2 separate regions of the Sus scrofa genome follow, and region 1 is linked to region 2. A link is a contact called in public HiChIP or PLAC-seq data. All regions are on one chromosome and are shown on one strand. Each heading gives the region's core, a stretch centred on a gene start, on an enhancer-like site or on the middle of the called end of the contact. The rest is flanking DNA. Distances are from core to core; before and after follow the strand shown.

Region 1 (6,654 bases), core at 679-3,178, 150 kb after region 2:
ATAGTTTAAGAGATTGTTATTATTCAAGTGTAACTAATTGATTTTTGTTTGTGGGTGTTTTTTCCCCCACTTTTGAATGAGTTCACTTCTTTAGGCTCAAAGGATTATATATTAAAGAGTATTGAAAATATTTATGAGATTGATCTCAGAATCATTGTAATATTTTAAAAATTACAGAGACCACCAAGCAGGAAAGATCCGAGAAGGCAAATGTGAGATTAGCTTTTGAAAGACACATGGGTTTTGGAAACTACCCATCAATGAAAGATTCCAGGTAAACTGTAGAAGCTTGACAATTAGACCCTCTACAGCTGGGCTTTAAGTTAAAATCCCCTTTCAATCTTATCACTAAGCCTTTTGGACTCCTCTCTAGTTAACTCAAAGTTGTTCACCCTCCCCAAGCTTTTTCCAACTCCATTCTTGACCTCAAATTCTTCCTCTCACTATTTCTTCCCTCCATCATGTGTAAACCCCACTCTTCACATATAGTGTATTTCAAAGACCCCTCAAGTGAAGCTCGTGCTGGAATTAATCTCTTTCTTTCTCCTCTTGTAGTCTATTAGTACATCTGTCATTTAATATAAAATGTCCTAAGAAACAAAAAAACAAAACGAAAAATCCAGAACGAATTGCTTATTTAGTTGTATACGTGTCACTGAGTGGCAGAAGTTGAATCTGGAAGAAAGGGCTCTTAAAAAAAAAGAGAGAGAGAGAGAGAGACAAAATGAAAGGAAGGGTTCAGGTAATAATACTATTTTCCTCACTACATTTGTTTTGAGAGCAGGATCAAGCCATATCTGGTTTTTCAGTCTCTGACTTGATTCCTTCATTATGTAAAAAAGTTCCCAATTTGGATGGGGAATTTCATAATCCTGAAATAACGTACCTTTAAGAGGTGTAGTGTTTCAGTTCTAATGTAAGAATTCATGCATAAAAGTTTCCTATATTTTGCACCCTGTGGTACATTTTATATTTCTAGTTAAAGCTCTTATTTTAGATTCATACTTAATTTTTCGTTTATTTACAGACATTATAAATGACCACGTGGATTTTAGAGACTTTTTCGGCAGATTATTAGAAGGCGTGTGATTCTTGCTAGTTATTTTGTTACCAGATCATTTGGTCAAAGCAACATACATTGGATATTTACTTGTTTCTTAACTTTAAACTTAACTAACTACACTGAAATATTAAACATCCTAAGTCTCATGTCATTTTTCTGGAATGGTGTGTGTCAATTAAAAATAAGTTTGAAAACGTATTCTGTTTAAAAACAGGAACTCCTACCGTTGACTCCTAGTTATTACAGTTGATTTTAAGTTTTTTTGCTATTTTATCCCAGTAGGGGTCAGTGTAGAGTTGAGGCAAACGTCCTTTTTCCTTTACGAGTTTAAGACTTTAATTTAAAAAAATGTGAAGGATTCTGAAGAGGAAAATAGCAGAATACTGAGATCAATTATTTGAGGGTTCAAAAGAAAAATTTATTCCAAAAGAGACGGGGTCTCGCTATGTTGCCCAGGCTGGAGTACAGTGGCTATTCACAGGCGCGATCCCACTACTGATCAGCACGGGAGTTTTGACCTGCTCCGTTTCCGACCTGGGCCGGTTCACCCCTCCTTAGGCAACCTGGTGGTCCCCCGCTCCCGGAGGGTCACCATATTGATGCCGAACTTAGTGCGGACACCCGATCGGCATAGCGCACTGCAGCCCAGAACTCCTGGGCTCAAGCGATCCTCCAGCCTCAGCCTCCCGAGTAGCTGGGACTACAGGCGCGCGCCACCGCGCCCGGCGGTGGCAGAAGGCGCAAGACAAAACTAGAGGCTGCGGTGTGGTGACGTCATCAGCAGGGCCCGCCCAGACTATTTCCATGCTTCCTCTTCACTCCCACCCCCGAGGAACAGCGTGGCCACACTGCGCACGCGTCACTGGTCCGCACTGCCTTCTGGGTAAACTGTGTCCAAAATTTTGAAGAGCGCATGCGTGCGCTAAGTCTGTCCTTTTGCCTCGTTGCAGCCGAGAGAGCAAGATGGGTCACCAGCAGCTCTACTGGAGCCATCCAAGAAAATTCGGTCAGGGTTCTCGCTCTTGGTGAGAAACAGAATGTCGCTTCAGGGAAGGGTTCCTCTGGGGCGCGACGCTGCTTGAAATAGAATGGCGGAGCCCCGCAGGTTTGCGCGTGGGGGGAGACGGAATCGGAGCTTGATTGCCGCCATTACAGGCCTCTCATGGGTCTTTGGTGACCAGCAGTGTGGGTGGTGGCTCTCTGAGTGCCGAATTGTTTACTTTCTGCGACTTGCGTTAATTTTTTCTATTTGCAGCCGAGTCTGCTCAAACCGGCACGGTCTGATCCGGAAATACGGCCTCAATATGTGCCGCCAGTGCTTCCGCCAGTACGCGAAGGATATTGGCTTCATCAAGGTATGCGTCCGCGGGCCGCATGCTCCTATTTCTGGGAGAGGCCAACAAGGGGTAGTTCCTTGGTGTGGGCTTTCGGCCAATGACGTTTTCTGCGTTTAGTTAGCAGCGCTGTTCTTGGTAGAGGATGACACTGTTCAGGGTTTGTGGCAGCCATGTGAATAGAATGGCGGGGATGCAGTGAAGGCCTTAAAAGAAGTCTTTGTAATCCCATTTTACCATTTTCGCCAGTTCGAGGTGCCGTGTAAAGTGTGTATAAAACTATTTACTTTTATGAAACCATGCTAAAATTCAACATTAGATCTCTAATCCTATCTAGCTATTTTTAAGCAAAGTACATGAGTTGACCACTGTCTTGAAATGTTGAGTTACGAGTTAGCGTCATGTAGGGGAATGAGCTTGAGGTTTGGGGCCATGTATGTTTTTTGAGGATTCAGGCAGGTAGTCATAATGACTTGGGTCACGTGTCTTGAAGCAAAGGTTTTACCTGTGGAAGCTAAATGGCAGTATTGTTGCAAAAATTAATGTATATATGAAGCTCAGAGGTGAAAACATTTCTTATTGGGTCTTTGAGCTGCATCTCTGGCCTTTTGATTCATAGTTAGGCCTCAGTAATTAAGTAGAACCTGCTTCTCTATATGTGCTTGGGAGTTGCCTGGTGGCTCAGTTGCTTAAAGATATCTGGTGGTGTCACTGCTGTGACATAAGTTTGATCCCTGGTTAGAAACTTCACATGCCGAGAGTGCAGCCAAAAAAGTGTTCTTATTTTGGTGAATTACTGTGGGTAATAATTGTTCATGTGACACTTATGTGACAGAGGCAAAATATCTTGAGCTTAAACTTTTGGCTTGGACGAAATGCTTAACAAGTACATGTTTTGTGTTACAGTGTGGAAGTTTAAATAACTTGTCAGTAGCATAACACAGATGAGAGAGTGGCTTCAAGTCCACTAAGTTTGTGACCCATTTCTCAGATGTTAGGATTAAATGAGTTATGAATGGCTCCTAGAATAGTGTCTGGCACACATTGAGTACCAAGATATTACCCATGTGATTAGTTACTTAATGACCATCTTATGTAGCAGTGTTTTTCTAGTGGGTAATTTCTTTGAGCATAGAAGGGGGAATATCAATAATGAAATTCACTGACTAAAATATAACAGATGTGTGGAGCAACTTGAAGTAGGTGTTTAGTAAATCTTTAGATGTTGATATTTTGGGTGGGTCAGATTTTCAGGTTAAACTCATTCTATAGTGAGCCATTTTTCTGAGAATAAAACGTTTAAAAGCATTTTGAATTAATTCATTTTTCTGTCTGCCTTTTTTTTTTTTTTTTCCAGTTGGACTAAGCTTCCTTGAATGGGTCATCCAGGACATCCACCTTATGCAGAAACAATGTTAGTGCTTTGTATATAAAATAAACATTTAAAAATACTAATTATGAGTGTTTTAGTGTGAATGGAATATCAGTATCAAGATCGATTGCTACAGTGTCATCCAACAGGAGGGAAAGTGCCAATGGAAGCTGAAGTGGAAAAAAGCGTCTTAACTGATGGTGGTTAAATTAGCTGTGAAATTTTAAACAGTTAAACACATTGCTAGTGTACCTCTTAAAGCCTTAAAAGGAGCTCATGGAGGTTAGGGACACTGAAGTTTAGGTTTTTAAGAACATCATGGTAAATCCACCTCTACTAACTCTGAGTCTCAGTAGTATGACCATGAAATTTTTTTTAATAAAATAATAGTGTTGCTGGGGAAGTGTATTTAGGGTGAACAGAATGAGGTGGATAGAATATTGGGAAAAAAGGTTGAGGTAGGAAAAAATTTCTGTGATGTTGCAGATTGAGTGGGTGAGAAACTGCCAGCTGAGCAGAGGTAAGTTTCTTAGGTGAAGATGGGGGAGGCATATACATAATTGATTTACACAGGTGTCTTTGTGCCGTGTGTTTAATTTGGTTATGAGAATTTGGGGGAAGAGATGGACATTGCTCTATTGGGATAGTCCTAGGTGATTGCTCCTTTAAAACCTGTATTCTTTGTTGAGGGGATGTCTGAAGGGGAACATTGCCTATCCAATCCTGACCCTGTGGTGGGGAGGAAGGTTGGTATGGTCAAGTGGTTTTCTGTATCTTTTATATTAGGGATTGGATAATTATATTTTAAAATGTATGTGCCAGACATGCTAAATGCCTTTTTTTTTTTCAAGTCTTAGAATTTTGAGGAAATTGAAATTTAGAGATTAAGCAGTTTCTGCAAAGTCTTCCCAAGTAAGAAAGGGATTAAAACTGGACTGAAACTCAAATCTGACTTCAATGTTAATATTCTTAATAAAACACTTAGGGTTAGAGGCTGTACGTCTTGTTCTCAAAGATAATCATATGATTGCAAGCACTACTATTTTTATTTTTGATTTAATATTTTTACTTTAAAAAATTCTGCATGTTTGAGGAGTGGGAAGGGAGTGCAGAGGCAAGGGATGGATGGGTGGGGTGGGATAGGAACATTTACCACAGCAAGTAGCATGATACCTTACATAATAATAGTAGGTCCTCTATTTATTTATTTTGGAGGTTCCCCGCCTCTACAGCCACAGCAATGCCAGGTCTGAGCCCTGTCTGTAACCGACATCACAGCTCACAGCAATGCCTGATCTTTAACCCCTGAGCAAAGTTAGGAGTCCTGTGTCCTCGTGGATACTAGTCAGATTCTTTCCCCTGAGCCATGACAGAAACTCTGGTCCTCAACTGTCGAGTAAAATTAAATTCCCAGTGAAATCTCAGTAATGGCTGATAGCAAAATAGGATAGATCATGTAGAACATTTAAAACAACCTTGGAGCACGGAGATTATAATACTAGGTTTGGGTCACCTGAGTTAGGGCTAAATGGGGTTTGTTAAGGGTTTTTTGTTTTTGATTTTTTTGGGGGGCTTTTATTATTAAGGACTTTATTTAACTCATTGGTAAAGCCAGTAAGATTTGTCTACCAGTTTAAAGGAGAATTCAAAGCATCATGCTTAATAGGTGAATCAATGATTTTGAGATTAATTTATAAATAAGTGTAAAACTGGCCTTTTCAGTGAGGGGAGGGAGATGAGTTATCCAAACAATTTGCATGTCTGTGGACAAGTATCACGTACGCACAATATGCAGAGTTATAAAATAGTTCAAACACAAAGGTTTAGGGTTCTTCACCCCAAGATTGTGCTAGACAAAGCTCTTAAGTTCTGTGAAAAACACCCAGTAATTTTTGTGGTCCATTTTGAAGTGTTTCACAGTTTTTTTCCATAGACTTCTTTTAAAAAAAGGCACAGCACTTTCTGCTTTCTTTAATCAGAAAAATAAGAAAGAACCATGAGAGCAATGGTTTCTGGGAGGGAGACCAGGTATCTGGAGACTCAACTCTGGGTATCAGGCTATAGAGCAGACCCCATCCCTGGCCAGTCAGGACCCCTGGAGGGCCAGGGTCCTTGTGAACAAGCACAGAGGAAGACTTGGGCCTGGATATGGGTGTGTGTGGGGTTGGGAGGGGAGGATACGGGGTGTGGGCCAGGCACCTCTGTGGCCTCCATGAACCAGGGTGGTACCAGGGTGGCACACAGCCAAGTGAGATGGCGCACAGAGCACTGGGAGGAGCCTGACCAGGGCATCCCAGGTGGCCGATGCTGTTCTCCACCTTGTGCCCAGGGCTCCAGAAGCACCAGTGTGGGGTGGTTCTGAGTCCAAGTTCTGGGGCAGGGGGCGGGGGGGTGACCCTAAAGAACAGGTGTGAGACAGGTGGGGGTCTCCACAGACTTAGGCTTTTGTGAAGTTTTGAGTGCTTTCTATATGCCAGGCACTGCTTACAGTGCTTTATTTATAGCTCCTTTACGGCCACAACTCTATGAGGTATAACCCCCCCTTTACAAATGAGACAACTGAGGCACAAAGAAGTTTTTCAAGATAGCACAGTGAGATTCAAACTACCAGGTAGCATGTCTTGAGAACTCTTGCTCTTAACATTAAACTTGTAAATTTCCAACAATTAGAGAAAACTGGTAAATCTTGGTAGTCTAGAAAATAGCCCAGAGAAATAACTTTCAGTAAAAAGTGGAAATTTTTATATATGGTACAATTTTACTGTTAAAAAATGCACAGAAAAAAAGCAGAAAGAAACATAGTATGTTATCAGTGATTGCCTTTGGGTAATATAATTATAGGTGATTTGCTTTGAGGGTGGTCAGATTAAGATTTGTTTAGGGAT
Region 2 (7,290 bases), core at 301-2,800:
ATCCTCCACCCAGTTTGGAAAATTGTGCTCAAGAACTGTTTCAGAAACTGTCCCCATCCAGGCCATCTAGGAGGAAAGTGAATCTTACGCAGGACACTTTTCGCTTACATTACCTGAACCTTTTCAGTTAAGTCAAGAATTATTGTAATCTGAATTTGATTCCTCACCTGCAAAATGTAGTTAGGCTAGACTACATCTTAAATCTCTGATCTAATGGTGCATCTGTACGTGGATGTGTTTGGTGAGAGGAGTGTGCTTTATTTTCCTCTCCCTTGCTCATCATAACGCTGGGACTGCTATGTAGAAGGAACACTTGGTACAACAAATGGCCTTCCTCGCTAAAATTTTCTAAGCCTGAAATTTCTTCCTTAGCACTGCCTGTGTCTTTACAACTTATCAAAATTTGTAGGGTGGGTAAAAGCAGTACTTAGAAATTTATAGCATTGCGTGCCTATGTTAGAAAAAAAAGAAAGATCTAAAATCAACCATCTAAGTTTCCATCTTAGGAAATAAGAAAAAGAGGAGCGAATTAAATCCAAAATAAGCGGAAGGAAAAAAATAATGAGATGATGAAAAGAAAGAAACCAATGAAACTGAAAGCAGGAAATCAACAGAGAAAAACTGATAAAACCAAAAGCTGGTTCTTCAAATAGTGAAATCAATAAACCTCTAGCCAGGCTAAGAAGAAAAGACACAAATTACTGATATCAGAAATGAAACAGAACATCACTACATATATCATGGACATTAAAAGTATTATAAATATTATGAAGAACTCTGTGCCTGCATATTTGATAAACTAGATGCAATGGTCTGATTCCCTCAAAGACACAATCTGCCAAAATTCCTAAGAAAAAAATAGATAACCTGAATAAGCCCATATCTATTAAAGAAATTGAATCAATAATAACCTTCTAAAACAAAGCAGGAAGCCCAGATGAGTCCACTGGTAAAATTCTAACAAACATTTAAGGAAGAAACCATACCAGTTTTCTACAATCTCTTTTAGAAGACACAAGCAAAGAGAATACTTCTTACTCATTCTGAGGCCAATATTACTCTAATCCCCAAACCAGACAGATATATCACAAGAAAACAACAGACCAATATTTCTTATGAACATAGATGCAAAATCTTCAAAGTATTATCAAATCAAAAAAATTAAAAAAGAAACACTATAACCAAATGGGACTCATTCCAGGTATGCAAGGCTGATTTAGTGTTCAAAAATCAACCAGTGTAATCCATCATATCAACAAGCTAAAGAAGAAAAATCACATGATCATATTAACAGATGCAGAAAAAGCATCTATTAATGCTTTTAAGAGTTCCTGATGTGGCTCAGCAGTAATGAACCTGACTAGTATCCATGAAGACATGGGTTTCCTCCCTGGCCCTGCTCAGTGAGTTAAGGATCTGGCATTGCCATGAGCTACGGTATAGGTCACAGATGTGGCTCAGATCCTGCACTGCTGTGGTTGTGGCAGTAGACCAGCAGCTGCAGCTTTGATTCAACCCCTGGCCTGGGAACTTCCATATGCCACAGGTGCAGCCCTTAAAAAAAAAGACAAAGAAAGAAAAAGCATTTAATAACATCCAACACCTATTCATGATTAAAAAACAAACCTCTTGGCAAACTAGGAATATAGAGGAACTTCCTTAACTTCGTAAGGAACATCTACAAAAAATGTACAATTACTACTATTCTTAATGATGAGAAACTAGAGGAATAAGGAAAGGACATCCCCTCCCACCACTACCTTTCAACAGCCTACTGGATGTCTTCGCTTATGCAGTAAGACAAAAAGGGGGAAAAGGTTGGGAAGGAAGAAATCAAGTGCCTTTGTTCATAGATGGCATGATTATGTAGAAAATTATAAAAAATTACTGTAGTACATTCAGACAATAGAATATTATTCAGTGTTGAAAAGAAATAAGGCATCTTTTGAAGCCATGAAAAGACATGTAGGGAACTTAAATGCATATTACCAGTGAAATAAGCCAATCTGAAAAGGGCACATATGATATAATTCTAATTATATAACATGGAAAAGGCAAACTATGAAGACAGTAAAATATCCATGGTTGCCAAGGGTGAGGTCAGAGGGAGAAAGGACCAGGCAGAGCAAAGCAGGATTTTGAGGGCAGTGAAAATATTACGTATGATGCTATAAAGGTGGATACATATCACTATACAATTGTCTAAACCCATTAAATGTACACCACCAAGAGTGAGCCTTAATGTAAACTATGGACTTCAGGCGTGTCTAAGCTCAGGAAGCTATAATGAAATACCATGGACCTGGTGGCTTAAACAACAGACATTTCACAGTTCTGGAGGCTGGGAAGTCCGAGATCAAGGTGCTGACAGCTTTGGTTCTTAGTGAGGGCCCTCTTCTGGCTTTGCAGGTGGCTGCCTTCTCACTGCATCTCCATAGGGTGGGAAGAGAGAGCATGTGCAAGCTCTGGTCTCTTCCCTTCCTCGGAGGACACTAATCCCATCATGGGATCTTCACCCTCAAGACCTCATCTAAACCTAATTACCTTTTCAAATATCCCACCTCCAGAAAATTTCACATTGGGGGTCTTTTTGGGTTTCAACATATGAATTTTGTGGGGATACAAATATTCAGTCCATTGCATGGGTAGAAGAAATGTTCTTGCTATACCCACATGGTGGACCATACAGTAACTTCATCAAACAGGAAATTCCAACAGACTCACATTAATACAATGGAAAAAAAGGTGGGAAGGGGTATTATTTGCTTCTAAAACCGATTCTTTTCCTTTGAAATATTCTAAAGTCAAAATTTTAATTTTTTTTTTCTTTTTAGGGCCACACCCGTGGCCTATGGACGTTCCCAAGCTAGGGGTCGAATCAGAACTGAAGCTGCCGGCCACAGCCACAGCCATGGCCACGCCAGATCTGAGTCATGTCTGCGACCTAAACCATAGCTCACCACAACACAGATCCTTAACCCACTGAGCAAGGCCAGGAACGAACCTGCGTCCTCATGGATACTAGTCAGATTTATTTCCACTGAGCCACAACAGGAACTCCAAAATTTTAATTTTTCAGACAGTATGTACTACCTTGAAAATTATTCTAGCCTGCTGAGTTTATTTTATATTATTTCTCTTTCACACATACATACATATAAATAATGTACAAAGTGGTGAAAACATCACTTTGTTCCTAGGCTGACAGCATGAAGTTCTAAAGAACTTAAGCTTCTACCAAAAGGCTAATAATTTTTTAAAAAGTGTTTATGCAAAGATACTATTTGGAAAAAAAGTACATTAACTTTGGTATGCTATTACTTTTTTTTTTTTTTTTTTTTTTTTTTTGTCTTTTTGTCTTTTCTAGGGCTGCACCTGTGGCACATGGAGGTTCCCATGGTAGGGGTCTAATTAAAGCTGTAGTCGCCGGCCCACGCCAGAGTCACAGCAATGCAAGATCCGAGCCATGTCTGCGACCTACACCACAGTTCACGGCAACGCTGGATCCTCAACCCACTGAGCGAGGCCAGGGATGGAACCCGCAACCTCATGGTTCCTAGTCGGATTTGTTAACCACTGAGCCACGATGGGAACTCCAGGTATGCTATTACTGTATCACTCTAAACATGGTAGTAATACCTCAAAAGAATCCTTTCTGACAACTGGAAGAATATCCTGATAGACATTATAAAGATGGCTAGAAATTCTTTTTCCTTGAGAACCAGTCTGGAAACTAATTTTGTAAACCACCTGAAAAATAAAACATCAATCCTCTAGAGTTACATTTCAGAGAACCCATAAAGGAGAGTTCAGAGAGAAAGGAGACTGTGGTTGCATGGACTCCTTCCCACTGCACAGGTCAACACAAAGTAAAGCATCAGTGGTAACACGTGAGGAGTGAACACCCTTGACTAGGGATCTTGAAAACCGGCTGTGCTGGCTCTCAGATTTCTACTGCTCCTAACATCAGGGAAGCCCTGGTTTAAGCCAAGTTTTGGAAACTGAAGATCAGGCCAGAATTCCCTGTCACTCCTACTATGGGGCTACCTCAGAACATAGAAATTTTTGAAGCAGCAACAATATATTAAGTCAAATAAAAACAGCACCAGTTTCATGAGCCACGGATTATACATAGATTTTCATTCTCTTGAAGCCTAAGTGAGTGTGTGTGTTTTGAGGGGGCTAACTTTTAATATTTAGATAAACCATTTAAAAACTGAAGTGCTGGAGTTCCCGTCGTGGCGCAGTGGTTAACGAATCCGACTAGGAACCATGAGGTTGCAGGTTCGGTCCTTGCCCTTGCTCAGTGGGTTAACGATCCGGTGTTGCCATGAGCTGTGGTGTAGGTTGCAGACATGGCTCAGATCCCGCGTTGCTGTGGCTCTGGCGTAGGCTGGCGGCTACAGCTCCTATTAGACCCCTAGCTTGGGAACCTCCATATGCCGAGGGAGCGGCCCAAGAAATAGCAAAAAAGACAAAAAAAAAAAAAAAAAAAAAAAAAAACGAAGTGCTGTTCTAAGAGGCTAGAGAAGGTATTCACATAATCCAGAAGCCATTTTAAAAAATGTTCATTCCAGAGTTTCTGCTGTCGTGCAACAGAAATGAACCCGACTAGTATCCATGAGGATTCAGGTTCAATCCCTGGCCTCGATCAGTGAGTTGGGGATGAGTCATTGCCATGAGCTGTGGTGTAGTTTGCAGACTTCTCAGATCTGGCGTTCCTGTGGCTATGGTATCGGCCAGCCACCTGCCTAGCTCTGATTCAACCCCTAGCCTGGGAACTTCCATATGCTGTGGGTGCAGCCCTTAAAAAAAAGAAAAAAGTGTTCCACTCACTGGCATCTGTTACTATCTATTAGATTTTGATATTTTGATTTTCTTTTCTGTAGAAAATGCTGATGCTGAGGTTCACAGTAATAAAATAATTACTTCTCAGATGCATATTACCTGTGAGATTCACTTTCTAAATCTGTTATTCAGCATAAAAACAGTAAGAAAAAATGAAAACTTACACTGAAATATGGTTTGCACAATCAATTCTAATGACTGGTTCATACTAACAATACTAGGAAAATAGTAATTCTATATAGTTGGTATAATAAATAAGATGTAAACACAAAATATTTCAATACATAAATAGAAGCTTTACACATCCAAAATACAGTACATATATATAAAATATATCTCTAAAATTTAGGAGCTCTATAAACTACTATAATTTTCATTGTAAATTATACATATATTTCAATATAGAAATATATTTACTCTAACATTTTAAGTTTCAGAGACACCCCGTGTGGTGGTATGCTAGAGGGTAATTTTATATACCGAGATTTTTAGTAATTCATTGTTATTAGTAATTCAATGGATGAGTATGACTGTGATAAGGAACAATCTCTTCATTATGACAAAAGTACTATTTAAGGAATATAAAGATAAATATTCATTTTCCATTTCTTTATAGGCAGTTAATACTGAAAACAAATGGGAAAATAACATGTTTTGAATATCTGGGTCTTGAGCACCAACTCTGCAGAATGGTATGGGCCAAACTGAGGAATTTCTAGAAAGGCAAATTAGTAACTTATCCCACTTCACAATTTGTTGACAATTATTTTAGAAGTACTCCTCCAAGGCAAAATGTATTTTAAGGTGTCTCAATATTTCAAAGCCTGTATGATAAATAAATCTCCATTTGAGATACTTTCAAACATGGTCTTTATATACATACAAAATTGGACGCACTAATAACTTAATGGTCACAGAAAGACAGTTGAAGACATTTAGTCCCCTACTCAAATAAAGGTAAGGACGAATACTTTACTAGGTAAGTGATAAAAGGTAGGTAGGAGTTCAATATTTAATACCACACTGGTGTTTGCCTGTTTTATCATTTTGGCCAGCTATATTCGGTATTTAAACACTTGAGTTATTTAATGGAAAGCTTTATGTAATTTTAAAGTGACTTGAGAAAAATCTATTCTTTCTGAAAGTTGATAGGAGATGTTTTTATATATCTATGTTGGGGGATTCATAAAGTCCTTGGGGGTAATTTCCTATTCTCCTCAAATTTCTATCACCTTTCCAGTAAAGAGGACACAGTGAGTTAAAGTCTCTTACAATTGTACTTACTTTCAGAAAGTATATTTTTTCTGCAGCTTATTAGGAAATTGATTTACAAATATAAATTAATCTGCCATTAACATCTTCCTACATATCTCATGCCATAAAATCACTTTAACATAGAATTTTTGTTTCAAACTTTATCCTCTAAATAAAGCCTCCAATTTGAGAGGGAGGTAAATATACAGTCTGATTACAATGTTTGAACATATTAAATGTATAGAATATATAACAACTTAATTGCCACTGATCCACTGATACTTATTTTCGGTTTCTTCTTTTTGGGCCCTTTGTTCTTCTCGGTGATTAGCTGCAGTCCAAAATGTTATTTTTTTGAGTACTTGTTGGAGAAGTTTCGGAGGTAATAAAGATATCTGACTTTCTAAAATGATAGCATTTTTACCAATGCAGTCAAGGCATAACCTGTAAACAAAACATAACAGAATTATTAGTGTTTGAACCCGAACTTATAAAATATTTGTAGGTAAGTACTATAAAAAATAAGACCATTATCTTTGGAGTTCCCATCGTGGCGCAGAGGAAACGAATCCAACTAGGAACCATGGGGTTGTGGGTTCGATCCCTAGCCTGGCTCGGTTAAGGATCCAATGTTGCTGTGAGCTGTGGTGTGGGTCACAGACGAAGCTCAGATCCTGAGTTGCTGTGGCGTAAGCTGACAGCTGTAGCTCCGATTAGACCCCTAGCCTGGGAACCTCCATATGCCACAGGTGCGGCCCTAAAAAGCCAAAAAAAAATTATAAAAATTTTACATGATTACATACTCCCTTTGTATTGTTTATTACATGACAGGAAATATATTCTTTCCAGAGCACCACAGTAATTGTATATTTTTATAGTCTAGGATTATATGGGACCAAAATTAGGTTACAACTTACCATGCACAATGTTCTTTAAGTAAAAAAAACTCACGCCTGATTTCAAAGCTGGTTTGTCAGGCAGACCCCTTTTCATGTATCCTTCCTGCCCAACAGCCATTTACTCCTCACTGCCAACTGTCTTTCTCTTCCACCACCCCAAGATGCAGCATCCGTCCATTTTAGACCATGTGACCCCGCCCTCCCGGTAGCCCCTGTAGAAAGGACTGCACTGGGCTGCATAATGGACTTCAGCTGACCCAGAGAGATTGGGTCTGGAGAGAAGCACAGA

The links. HiChIP or PLAC-seq counts read pairs in DNA pulled down with a chosen protein or histone mark.
Region 1: a contact with region 2 is called in an H3K27ac HiChIP or PLAC-seq map of skeletal muscle. The contact joins the promoter of RPS29 here to the promoter of KLHDC2 in region 2. A contact is called at or near these places in 1 of 5 promoter capture datasets (liver), 2 of 47 Hi-C or Micro-C datasets (fibroblasts and skeletal muscle) and 2 of 2 datasets of contacts at active chromatin or transcription factors (alveolar macrophages and skeletal muscle).

What each region holds. Positions count from the first base shown.
Region 1 is chr1:179,452,121-179,458,774 of Sscrofa11.1, reverse strand. It overlaps RPS29 (40S ribosomal protein S29), which reads left to right and starts at 1,928. Exons shown (of 3, transcript XM_021101317.1): 1 at 1,928-2,088; 2 at 2,319-2,418; 3 at 3,755-3,852. The coding sequence starts at 2,027. The coding sequence ends at 3,763. It also overlaps the pseudogene LOC110262099 and LOC102723301.
Region 2 is chr1:179,603,286-179,610,575 of Sscrofa11.1, reverse strand. It overlaps KLHDC2 (kelch domain-containing protein 2), which reads right to left and starts at 1,550. Exons shown (of 13, transcript XM_001925208.7): 1 at 1-1,550. KLHDC1 (kelch domain-containing protein 1) reads right to left here. Exons shown (of 12, transcript XM_021101387.1): 12 at 5,020-6,546. The coding sequence ends at 6,360.